2 separate regions of the Sus scrofa genome follow, and region 2 is linked to region 1. The links are chromatin contacts, called in public Hi-C maps. All regions are on one chromosome and are shown on one strand. The core of a region is the stretch at or near the end of the contact, and the rest is flanking DNA. Distances in the headings are between cores, read along the strand shown. Region 1 has its middle 25 kb from the start of PPP4R3A. Region 2 overlaps FBLN5 (fibulin-5).

What was found. A called contact is a pair of places that touch in the nucleus more often than the background predicts.
Region 2: a contact with region 1 is called in a Hi-C map of liver, with 5 times the contacts expected there. The contact joins two enhancer-like sites. A contact is called at or near these places in 10 of 47 Hi-C or Micro-C datasets (alveolar macrophages, embryonic fibroblasts, fetal heart ventricle and 6 more).

What each region holds. Positions count from the first base shown.
Region 1 is chr7:113,171,573-113,177,203 of Sscrofa11.1, forward strand. No RefSeq gene overlaps it. Among named protein-coding and RNA genes, the nearest start is that of PPP4R3A, 25 kb to the left of the region's middle. Within about 2 kb of position 2,534, at least 21 of the 83 cell types and tissues checked have an H3K27ac peak or open chromatin away from gene starts, as enhancers often do. A contact at or near this core is called in liver and subcutaneous adipose tissue, where this site is marked.
Region 2 is chr7:113,469,620-113,475,497 of Sscrofa11.1, forward strand. The region is part of intron 5 of FBLN5 (fibulin-5); the gene reads right to left. Among named protein-coding and RNA genes, the nearest start is that of FBLN5, 54 kb to the right of the region's middle. Within about 2 kb of position 2,187, at least 14 of the 83 cell types and tissues checked have an H3K27ac peak or open chromatin away from gene starts, as enhancers often do. A contact at or near this core is called in liver and subcutaneous adipose tissue, where this site is marked.

The sequences.
Region 1 (5,631 bases), core at 1,284-3,783:
GTTATTTCTGAAACGTTAGCAATGATCGCGTTAGGGAGAACCCGATATGCATTCAGAATACATTGAGGACACTTCCGTGTAATAGATTGCCAGCCCTCATCTTCAGAAATTTTTATGTACATAGTCAATTTTTTTTTTTTTTTTTTTTTTTTTTTTTGCTTTTTAGGGCCACACCTGGGGCATATGGAGGTTCCCAGGCTAGGGGTCCAGCTGCCAGCCTACACCACAGCCACAGCAACACCAGATCCGAGCTGCGTCTGTGACCTACACCACAGCTCCCAGCAACGCAGGAGCCTTAACCCACTGAGTGAGGCCAGGGATCGAACCCACAACGTCATGGTTCTCAGTCGGATTGGTTTCGGCAATTCCTTAACTCCTCAAAAGGTGTACACAATAAAATTGCAATGTTATAGTCATTTCAAAAAGCTTTCCATCCCTGAACGTTTCAGCATGGAAGAGGCTTCCTGTACTAGTTTCTGCTGCATTTCCCTTTTGAACCAGAAGGTGGAGATGTTCTCATGAGAGTAGTCATCCCTCTACCGGTTCCTGACCCTGGAAGTTGAGGGTTCTTTCTTGGAATTACAGAGCCAGCTTTTTGAAAATTCACAATGGCCTTCACGCCTTGAGTTTTAAAATATTAAATAATAGAACAAACACTAGATGAGTAGCGGCTTGTTTGATGTACTACAGGTGAGAATGCTTGGCAGAGAGCTGCCTTTTTAAAGACATTTCAAATTGAGAAATGTTCCTAAATGAAAAGAGATTTCATAGCGTTGGGCCACTGGTATCAGTCAACATTCTAGCAATCAACTTGCTTCTGAGTTCTGTATGCTTAACCTCTTAGGTCCCTGACCAAGAGAAAATTTTTGTCCTCTGAGTAGAAGTTGCACCCTGCTAATCTGAGGGTCATATCCAGTTCACTGACCTATCAAGTTTGCCTGCAGGTTTTAAACATTGGGAAATTTGACATAAAAATCTTGATATCTGACTTCTCTTGAGAGATTGCAAAATCTGGCCACATTGCTTACATTCCCACAGGACAATGATGGATTGGTGATGCAGAGTAGAAACTAGCTTTGGAAAGGGCATGCCAGCTCTCGTCAGTATCTACCACACCCACCAGGTTTCGCTTTTCCTGCTTCATTTTTGATGCCTTGGCTTTTTGCTGCCTGGCTCCTGCAGGCCCTTAAGTTTCTGACTATGCTTAGGAGATCAGCGAGTGCCTTGCTGCCCAGGAGACAGACAGCTACCTTTAAGATGAGCCAGCAGAACAGTTTTGAAAAGTGGCCCCTCTCTTCCTTCCTTTCTTCCTCCCCCCCCCCCCCGTATAACTGCAAGAAAATTAAGTTCCAAAAATTCAATAAACTTAAAAAGAAGAAAAATTCCCCAACATTATGTGGTTTATATCACTTTTGAAGCTCTTTGTTCTTTCATTAGTTAATGTATCTATCTATCTATTTTTCTTTTGCTAAGGACCTTAAAAAACTTAACTGAAACTAATTATTAAACCAAACAATAACAAAAGCCTTACCAAGGCTACTTTTTTTCTAAAGTGATTAATAATAACTTTTTTTTCTTTTTAGTATTGAACTGAGAACTAAGCAGGCATGTTGCCTGATGGTAGAGTTTGCCAGAAGCTGTTATTTCCATGGTGTAGCTGTAAGTATCATCCCCATAATTTTTTATTTTTATTTCAAGCACATTTAGATTTCTAACATGAATAAATGGTACCTATAACACACAGCAGTTGTTAACATTCAGGAACAGCTATTAACACTCACCTGGTACGATAATGAAAAACTACGTTTTAAAAAAGTCAACATTACACTCAGTGGCAAAATTCTAGAGCACAGTGGGTTAAGGATCCATTGCTGCCATGAACTGTGGTGTAAGTTGCGGGTGTGGCTGGGATTTAGCCTTGCTGTGGCTGTGGTGTAGGCCGGCAGCTGTAGCTTCTATTTGACCCCTGGCCTGGGAACTTCCATATGCCACGTGGGTGGCCTTAAAAAAAAAATTCTAGAGCAGAGGCTATAAACTGGCAGCCCTGCTACTGCTACGTCTGTCCCACACACTGTATTGAAAAACTTGAATTAACCATAGCTGCAAACACTGAAAAGGGCAACGTTGTAGTGCAGCTTCCACAAGGGGGCGCTTCCAGCACATTTGACTGTGTTAAGCGACATGCCTGGCCCTGCAGGCATTAGAGTTTGTGACCTGTGTTCCAGCTACTCTTTTTCAATTCTTTCCATTCAATTTTTTTGTGTGTTTCTCTTTAGAGACACTTTACTTCATATATAGAGTTGACTCCCTAGCATTGCTCTCTCAGCCAACAGCACTGTCACTGATGCCTTAGGAAGCTCACCTAATACATTTTCCCTGTGTCCTAGCCCTGTACCTAGGATACCACATAGCACTCTGCTTAGGGTCATTTGAAACAGCAGAATCATCCGCAAAAACCGCAAGAATGTGAAGAACATGGCACTAAGTAGATTGCAAAATATACTCGATGACAGTTTGAGAGGTGACACAGGAGGGTGAGGTCACCTTGCTGTGCCTCCACTGGGCAGGGCCACTTCCGGGGACTGAAACATTTTCCCCAGTCTCAGCAGCTGCCTGTCTGCGAATGACCTTGAACCTGCTCTAAGTATTGATTTGTGGTTACAAGTAAATATTTACTAAGTAGGAAAATTAAAAAGTACAGAGCCTGCAATCAATGAGGATCGGCTGCACGCAAAATTACAAACACACACGCAGTTTTACAAAATACAGATAGACTTTTTTAAATGCACTTTTTTTCCTTCAGCTTTTTGGTTGCTTCCCTCCTCATTCTCCTTCCTCTCCTCTGCTCCGTCCTCCTCTTTCACCCCCTCCCCACAGTAATTTACAAAGATAATGCAATTGATGTCATTCCATCTTTTCTTTATGCTTATTTAATCACCTTAAAAACCCCACATGCACATAAACATATATTGTTTTACAAAACTAGAATCATATGAAACATTCGTTTCCTTTTGCTTTTCTTACTCAACAATATCCCATGAAAATTCATCCAGTATATCTCTAACTCAATCTTTATAATAGCTGTGTAATAGTCCATAGTTTGGGGTCAGGGGTGTAGCTACTATTGATAAACATTCGCTTTGCTAGGACAAACCATCCTGCAATACATTGCAGAGGACATGTATTCCTTTATTTCTACCAGCTAGGTCATCTCAAAAGGGATTTCTGGGTGTTGCCAAAAAGTCTCTAATAGGTGACATTTCTACCAGCAGCATATGAGAGTTATCACATGTCCCTATAAAGAATAGATGTTATGCATCTTTATTAAAATTTTTTCCAGGATGCTAGTAAAAGTATCATCTATCTCATTATCATTTTAGTTTGCATTTCCTTGAAATCACTGAATTTGAGAAGTTTTTTGTGTTTTCATTTGGATTTGTGTATCTGAGAACAGCTTAATGTTCCATTGGACTGTCTAACCTCTCTCTTTTTTGGGGGGTGGGGTGGGGAGGTGGGGGCTACACCTGTGGCATGCCAAAGTTCCTGGGCCAGGGATCTAACCTGAGCCATAGCAGTGACCTGCCGCACAGCATTGACAATGCCAGATCTTTAACTATTAGGCTACCAGGGAACTCTCTCTTTTTTGTTGAAATGTAAGAGTTTCTTGTATATCGGAGACCCTAAATAATTTGTTCTCTGATGTAAAAATATTTTTCCAAATTTGTTATTATGTACACACTTTGATTATGGCATGTTGCTTAAACATGATTTTAACTTCAGTGTAGTCAAAATGTTCACCTTACCTTTATTTTAGGGTTTCTAGTTTTGTTTATTGACTGCCCTGTCCCTAGATTATACCTATGATACCTTATATTTTCTTGAAAGATGTTTATGTCTTTAGTCTCTAAAGAATTAATTTTTGCATATGTTGTTAAGATGAGAATTCAATTTTATTCTTCCAGAGGGCTAGCCAGTTGCATCAGCACCCATTAATAAATAATCCACTATTTTCCAGCAATTTGAAATAGCATCTTTGTTGGTATGAATCCAATTATATTTATATTAGGAACAAGTACGTCCCACTGATCCATTTGTCTATCCATATAGCTATGCTCACACGATTACAGTGCCTATGGCGTATGTTCTAATACCGAGTAGGGAAGAACCCTCGTTTTCCCCCCCAAATTTCATATTATGTCTTCCAGTCAAGAACATGATGCTTTTTTTCTATTTGTTCAAATCCTATTTTGTGGCTCTCAAAACTATTTTATAGTTTCCTTCATATACACCCCGATTTTGTTAAATTTACTTCTCAGTACTTGATAGATGTTGCTGCTATTGTGAATGGAAAAATTCCATTTCTTTTTTTTTTTTTTCCTGCCCTTGCTTATGTCATGTGAAAATTCCCAGGCCAGGGATGGAACCCACGCCAACAGTGACAACACCAGACCCTTAACTTGCTGAGCCACTATGGAACTCCTCCCATTTCTTTTCCTAGGAAATTATTATGAAAATAGATAAAGGTTATTGACTTTGATCCTTATGGGCTATCTTAAGAAATTTATTAATTCTAATGCATTTTCTTATTAGACTATTTTAGGCTTCCTGGGTATAAAATAATACCAGCAGCAAATAGATGGTTTTTATCTTTGCTTTTCAAGCGGTAAACCAGATACTTCATTTCTTCATCCTCCTTTTCTTGCTATGACTTCCTAGATAATGTTGGGAATTTTAACACTAGCAGGTAGTCCTGTTTTTTTCCTGATGGTGTTGAAATATTTGCTGAGCAGATGTTGACTGAATATTTGCTGAGAATCAGGCAGTGTTCTAGGGTGTTCTAGAGAACACACTGGGGAATAAAACAAAGTCCCCAGATACATGGTGTTTATATTCTAGAAGGGGTTCCATGGAGGGACTTCGAGTACCTTTGTTCCACAAATGTTTGTTCACCTTCCTGGTTTTCATCAATGTGGCTTTAGTGTTTTGCCATTTTAAAATGCTATTTGCTATTGATTTTGCCTAGTTTTTAAAAGGAAGAGCTGCTGAATTTTATCAAATGCTTTTTAAGGATGAAATGATACGATTGTTTAATTTTTCTTTTTTAACTTATGCATCTGTAATGAAATATGTGGATTAGCTTCCTGATACTGAAACATCCTTGCATTCCTGGAATGTACTACTTGACCTGGTTGCATTATTCATTTGCGATACTGCTGGATTCTATTTACTAATATTTTATTTGGAATTTTTGTGCCTACTTTCAAAAGTGAATTATTTTTATTCTTAAAAGTTATATAAGCTTTATAAAAAGATCTGAGATTTCTCACTTTTTTCCTATGGTGTCTAAATTATCAAATAACATTGGAATTATGTTATCTATTCCTTACAGGTTAAATAAATCTCAGCTGTTAATCTCTCTGATTCTGGTTTTATTTCAGTGATAGTTGTTTAATACACTTTGCATTCTCTTTTATGATAACTGGTTCATGTTAAGATTCTATTTCATTTCTTAAGGCATAGAACTTTCTATGTAAAGGGCCTATTCTGGTAATTCAGAATTTGTTAGAAAAGTATGCATTTTCTCTAGCTCTATTTATTTATTTATTTGGCTGCACCCACGGCATGTGGAAG
Region 2 (5,878 bases), core at 937-3,436, 300 kb after region 1:
GAGTCCTGATAATTAATACAGTGAGTGTAATCAAATCACCCTGTAACTTTATTGAAGCAGAGTCCCAATGTTTGCATTTTTTTTCTCTAAAGCCAGAGCACCAAGAATCATGAGTATTTCATTTGAAAAGGTAAATATTGAGAAACCTGCTCTGTGATCCTAGAAATCTCGGCAGAAGTCATCAGTCTAAAGCAGTCCTTGGAGTTCCCATTGCAGCTTAGCAGGCTAAGAACTCAGCATAGTATCTATGAAGATGCAGCCTCGATCCCTGGCCTTGCTCAGTGGGTTAAGGACCCGACATTGCCACAAGCTGTGGTGTAGGTCACAGATGGGGCTTGGATCTGGTATTTCTATGGCTGTGGCATAGGCCCCAGCTGCAGCTCTGATTCAGCCCCCAGCCTGGGAACCTCCATATGCCACAGGTACCTCAACACACACACACACACACACACACACACACACAGTCCTCCTCAACCTTTTCCATCTAGGGAGCACATACAAAAATTTCAGAAGTGTGGAGACAGCAAAGGCAACTGGCCCAAGGACTCGGGCATCCCAAGCTCCACCAACCACCCCAAGAGCCGAAAGGACCAATCGCCAGTCACACCTACCTCCCAGGACCAGGTGGGATGCTTTACTAGAAGAAGGTAATGGTGGGAGGTGAGGGCCATGTTTCAGAACAAATCCTCAAATGAGTCTTCTCTTAACAGGATCAGTGACCTGCTTTATTTGAGAGTACATTCCTCATCCTTCATACACCATTCTGGAGCAAAGCGATTTTAAATTATTAGCATTGTTTTTCAAAATCAGCCTGCCAAAACCCAGCTGTTTCTGCACAGTCAGGCTTTCAGGAGTGTGTGGCTCTGGATTCGTGGGAAGGACCCTTACTCTGCTGAAAGACAGCAAACCCAGACATTCAGCCAAGAAAGCAAGGGACAGAAGGTCACTGTACTGGGGGTAGAGGGAGGAGGAGCCACAGAGTTGGGCCCAAAGAATGCTATTATTCAAGAAGTGATTGAAGAGTTTCTTCGATACTGGCCAAAGGAGTCATTCTCTTGAACTCTGGAGGTTTAAGAATGCTGAGCACCCAGTTGGCAGATTCTTCAGTTGACCCCTTGTGGTCAAACAAGGATAGACGGGTGGAAGGAGCTTCTTTTCTTTCTAAATCCAGGAGTTTGACGTAGTCCATGAGTGCAAAGACTCTAAGGAAAGGCATGTTGCTGTTCCTCTTTTATTAATAGCTGCATCTTCCTGTTTATCCAGCACTTATTACCCAACTTTCTTGGACAGCTGACCCATCAACAAGCCAACAAACATTATCAAACCTGCTCCATATGCAAGACAGGAGACGGGGGTATGAGAGAGATACAGATTCCTAAGACATGAGGCTTCAATAAGGGAGCACGGACACATTTCTAATAAAGTCCAAGGAAGGTGATGATATATCCCTCAACAGAGGGACAAGCCAAGTGTTTAGGGAACTCAAGGGGAGGTGGAGAGGGAATCCAATGGGCTTGGGATGGGATGGTAAAGACCTCGGAAGGCTCCCAGAAGAAATCACCTATGGTCTGGGTCATCAAGGATATGAGCAAAAAATGCATTCCCAGGAGCCTCTGATGTCACAAGGGTCCCCAGTGGGAGAAAAGGACTGTGTCCTGTGTTGTGCGCTGAATTGTGTGCCCCCTCAAATCCACATGTTGAAATCACATTGTGTCCCTCAAAATCCCTATGCTGATGTTCTAACCCCTAGTACCCTGGAATATCATTAGACATTAAGGTCATCAGAGTGGATCGTAATCCAATATGACTGGTGTCTTCATAAGACAGGAGAAGTTGGACACAGAGATTCACATAGAAGGAAGATGATGGGACGATGACCTTCTCCAAGCCAAGGACAGACGTCGGAACAGAGCCCTCCCTTGCAGCCTTAAGAAGATCCAACTCTGCCGATACCTTGACCTTGGACTTCCAGCCTCCAGAACTCTGAGAAAATAAATGCCTGCCGTCTACTCCCCCCACCTTCTGCAGTACTCGTTATGGCAGCCTGAGTACACTCACACTTTCTGTGTGCTTCCTCTTGGCCCTGAACTCCCCTCACACTGAAGACCGCACACTATCCACCCCCCAGCCTCCCGGAGGGAGGGACGTGACTGGCCTGCCCTCCTCCCTGCCCCGCCTAGTCTCAGGGCTCTGAGTGTGCGTGTGGCTCGCTGGGCTTGACTCTGGAACCCCACACACTCTTCCTCACGGTCAGTAGGCTGCCCTGGAATGCGATCCTGGCAAGCCTGCCCTCCTCATGAGAGCTAAAAGCCAAGTCACACTATCTCCTGCTGTCTTAATAGTTTTCTATTTTATTAACCCATTTGTGGCTTGTCTACTACTGAAGTGCGAGGGTCTCCTGCCTCATTATTTTTTTCATCTTCAGACAAGATCAAGGTAACAGCCACATTTATTCTATGTACAACTCTTTCTGGAGCTTGAATGAGAAGCAACAAGAGCTCTGTGACTTACAAAGAAGATTCAGTCTGGCCTGTCCATGCAGCTGGGTTGGGTCAGAATTCTTGAGAAACCAGACTCTAGCGAAAGGAACTGAGGAGGCAGATGCGAGGAGCCTGCTCTAAAATGACAGTTCCACGTAATGTCCAGTTCCTTATCCTGACAAACACTGGCCCGACCCAACTATATGGAATACCGAGTTAACCTGGGCCACAGCATCAGAGATCCCCACATTATCCTCCTGAGACCTGTACTGCTCATGTGTTATCCCTACAATGAGCAAGTGCCTACACGAACCCTACAGACCTGGCTCCTCTGTGAGGTTCATGGGGAGAAAGTCACTCGGTTCTGAATCCAGTCTCTTTTTACAGCACAACGCTCTTTCCTAGGATCAGGAATCCAGCGACTTTGGGCTTTAGGCCAGCTCTGCAAATGACAGGCAAGGTGACCTTGCACAAATTACCTCTCATCTCCAGTCTCCAGGTTCCCAGCTCAACTATGGATGTCCCTTCTGTGAGCAGACTCCTTGACTCCCTTGGGCAGAGTTAGTTACCCTGATACTTATTCCAGGGCAACCACGCAGTGGTCTCTGGAAAAGTTGGCAAGCCCCTTCCCCAACACACACACACAGTCACACACACACACACACACACACACACACACACACACACACACTCCATTTCCTGTGGGTCCTTGAAAGGGCCTTGTCCTCAACCAAAGGATGAAGTATGGACCAGCTGGACCCCGACCCCGGCACTCTCCTAGCCACAAAGCTGCCTTGGGAAAGATCTAGAGACACCCCAGACCCAATCTTCAACAACTGCCCTTGGACAGGGAAGGTCGCATTTTACAGTTAAAATCCAACTCCAAGTTGGCAACATCTCAACTTTGTTCTGTTGAAAGCAAAGGGTGGGAGAAACCTCAGACACGTGAGGATTCTGAAAATACCACTTCAGGAATCGGGAGAAGTGTTCCAGGCAAGCCAGTCATAAAATTGCAATTCATTTACCCAGAAAGTTAGAAGGAGGTTTACAACTGTGGCATCTGGGCTGGGCTGCACAGTTTGAACACAGAGCTGACAGACCCAAGATCAAGGCTGCTTCCCTTCATGACAATCTGCCCATCACAGAGGAAAAGCCTGAGCCATAATCACAGCCTGCAAACCCCTACCAATCCCAAACACCAGAGCCTTAACCTGCTATACTGCAAGAGAACTCCTAAAAGTAGATCTTGAAAGTTCTCATCATAAGAAAAAAAAAAAATTAGGAGTTCTCACTGTAGCGCAGTGGGTTAAGAATCCAACTGCAGTGGCTCAAGTCGCTAAGGAGGTACGGGTTCAATCCCCAGCCCAGCACAGGTGGTTAAAGGATCCAGCATTGCTGCAGCTGTGGCATAGGTCAGATCTGTGGTTTGGATTCAATCCCTGGCCTGGGAACTTCCATATGCTATGGGTGAGGCCGTAAAATTTTAAAAAAGAAAAAAAAATTTTTAACTATGTTTAGTGATAGCCATTAACTAGATTTATTGCAGTGATGCAAATTTATAAACATTGAATCATTATGCTATACACCTGAAATTAACATAATGTTCCATGTCAATTATACCTCAATGAAATTAATCAATTAATTAATTAAACTAGCTATCAAATAGTGGTTCTCAAAGTGAGGTCCCCAAACCAGAAGCATTAGCATCACTTGAAAGCACAGCCTCTCCCAGGTTCACAAGGATGGTTCAGCATACACGAATCAATCAACATCATACACCACACTAACAAAAGAAAAGTCAAAAACCACATGATCATCTCAATAGATGCAGAAAAAGCATTTGACAAAATCCAGTATCCATTCATGATAAAAACTTTCTCTTACCAAAGTGGGTATAGAGGGAACATACCTTGACATAATAAAAGCCATTTACAACAAACTCACAGCAAATAAAATACTCAATGTAGAAAAGCTAAAAGCCTTCCCACCAAAATCTGACACAAGACAAGGATGCCCACTCTCACCACTGTTATTCAACATAGTATTGGAAGTCTTACCCACAGCATTCAGGCAAACAAAAGAAATAAAAGGTATCCACACTGGAAGAGAAGAGGTAAAATTGTCACTCTATGCAGATGACATGATACTATATATAGAAAACCTCAAGGACTCAACCCAAAAACTACTCAAGCTGATCAACAAATTCAGCAAAGTAGCAGGATATAAGATTAACATTCAGAAATCAGTCACATTTCTGTATACTAACAATGAAAGAGTAGAAAAAGAATACAGAAATACCTTTTAAAATGGTACCCCAAAAAATCAAATACCTGGGAATAATTCTGACCAAGGAGGTGAAAGACTTATATGCTGAAAACTATAAAATATTAATCAAGGAAGGAGCTCCCATCATGGCTCAGTGGTTAAAGAATCCGACTAGGAACTATGAGGTTGCAGGTTCAATCCCTGGCCTTGCTCAGTGGGTTAAGGATCCAGTGTTGCCATGGGCTGTGCTGTAGGTTGCAGACGCAGCTCAGATCTGGCATTGCTGTGGCTTTGGCATAGGCTGGCGGCTACAGCTCCAATTAGACTCCTAGGCTGGGGACCTCCATATGCCACAGGTGCGGCCCTAGGAAAAAGACAAAAAGACAAAAAAAAAAAAAAATCAAGGAAGCTAAAGAGGATTCAAAGAAATGAAAGATATTCCATGCTCCTGGATTGGAAAAATTAATATTGTAAAAATGGCCACGCTATCCAAAGCAATCTACAGATTCAATGCAATCTCTATCAGGTTACCCACGACATTTTTCACAGAACTAGAACTAACAACCCAAAAATTTATATGGAACCATAAAAGGCCCAGAATTGCCAAAGCAATCCTGAGGAACAAACACCAAGCAGGAGGCATAACTCTCCCAGACCTCAGGCAGTATTACAAAGCCACAGTCATCAAGTCTGTGTGGTATTGGTACCAAAACAGACATAGAGACCAAGGGAACCTAATAGAGAACCCAGAAATAAACCCCGACACCTACAGTCAATTCATCTTTGACAAAGGAGGCAAGAATATAAAATGGGGAAAAAAAAAGTCTCTTCAGCAAGTGGTGCTGGGAAACTGGACAGCTGCATGTAAATCAGTGAAAATGGAACATACCCTCACACCACACACAAAAATAAGCTCAAAATGGCTTAAAGACATAAATGTGGAGTTCCCGTTGTGGCTCAGTGGTCAACAAACCTGACTAATCCCTGGCCTTGCTCAGTGGGTTAAGGATCTGGCATTGCCATGAGCTGTGATGTAGGTCACAGACGAGGCTCAGATCCCATGTTGCCGTGGCTCTGGCACAGGCCAGTGGCTACAGCTCTGACCCCCTAGCCTAGGAATTTCCATATGCTGC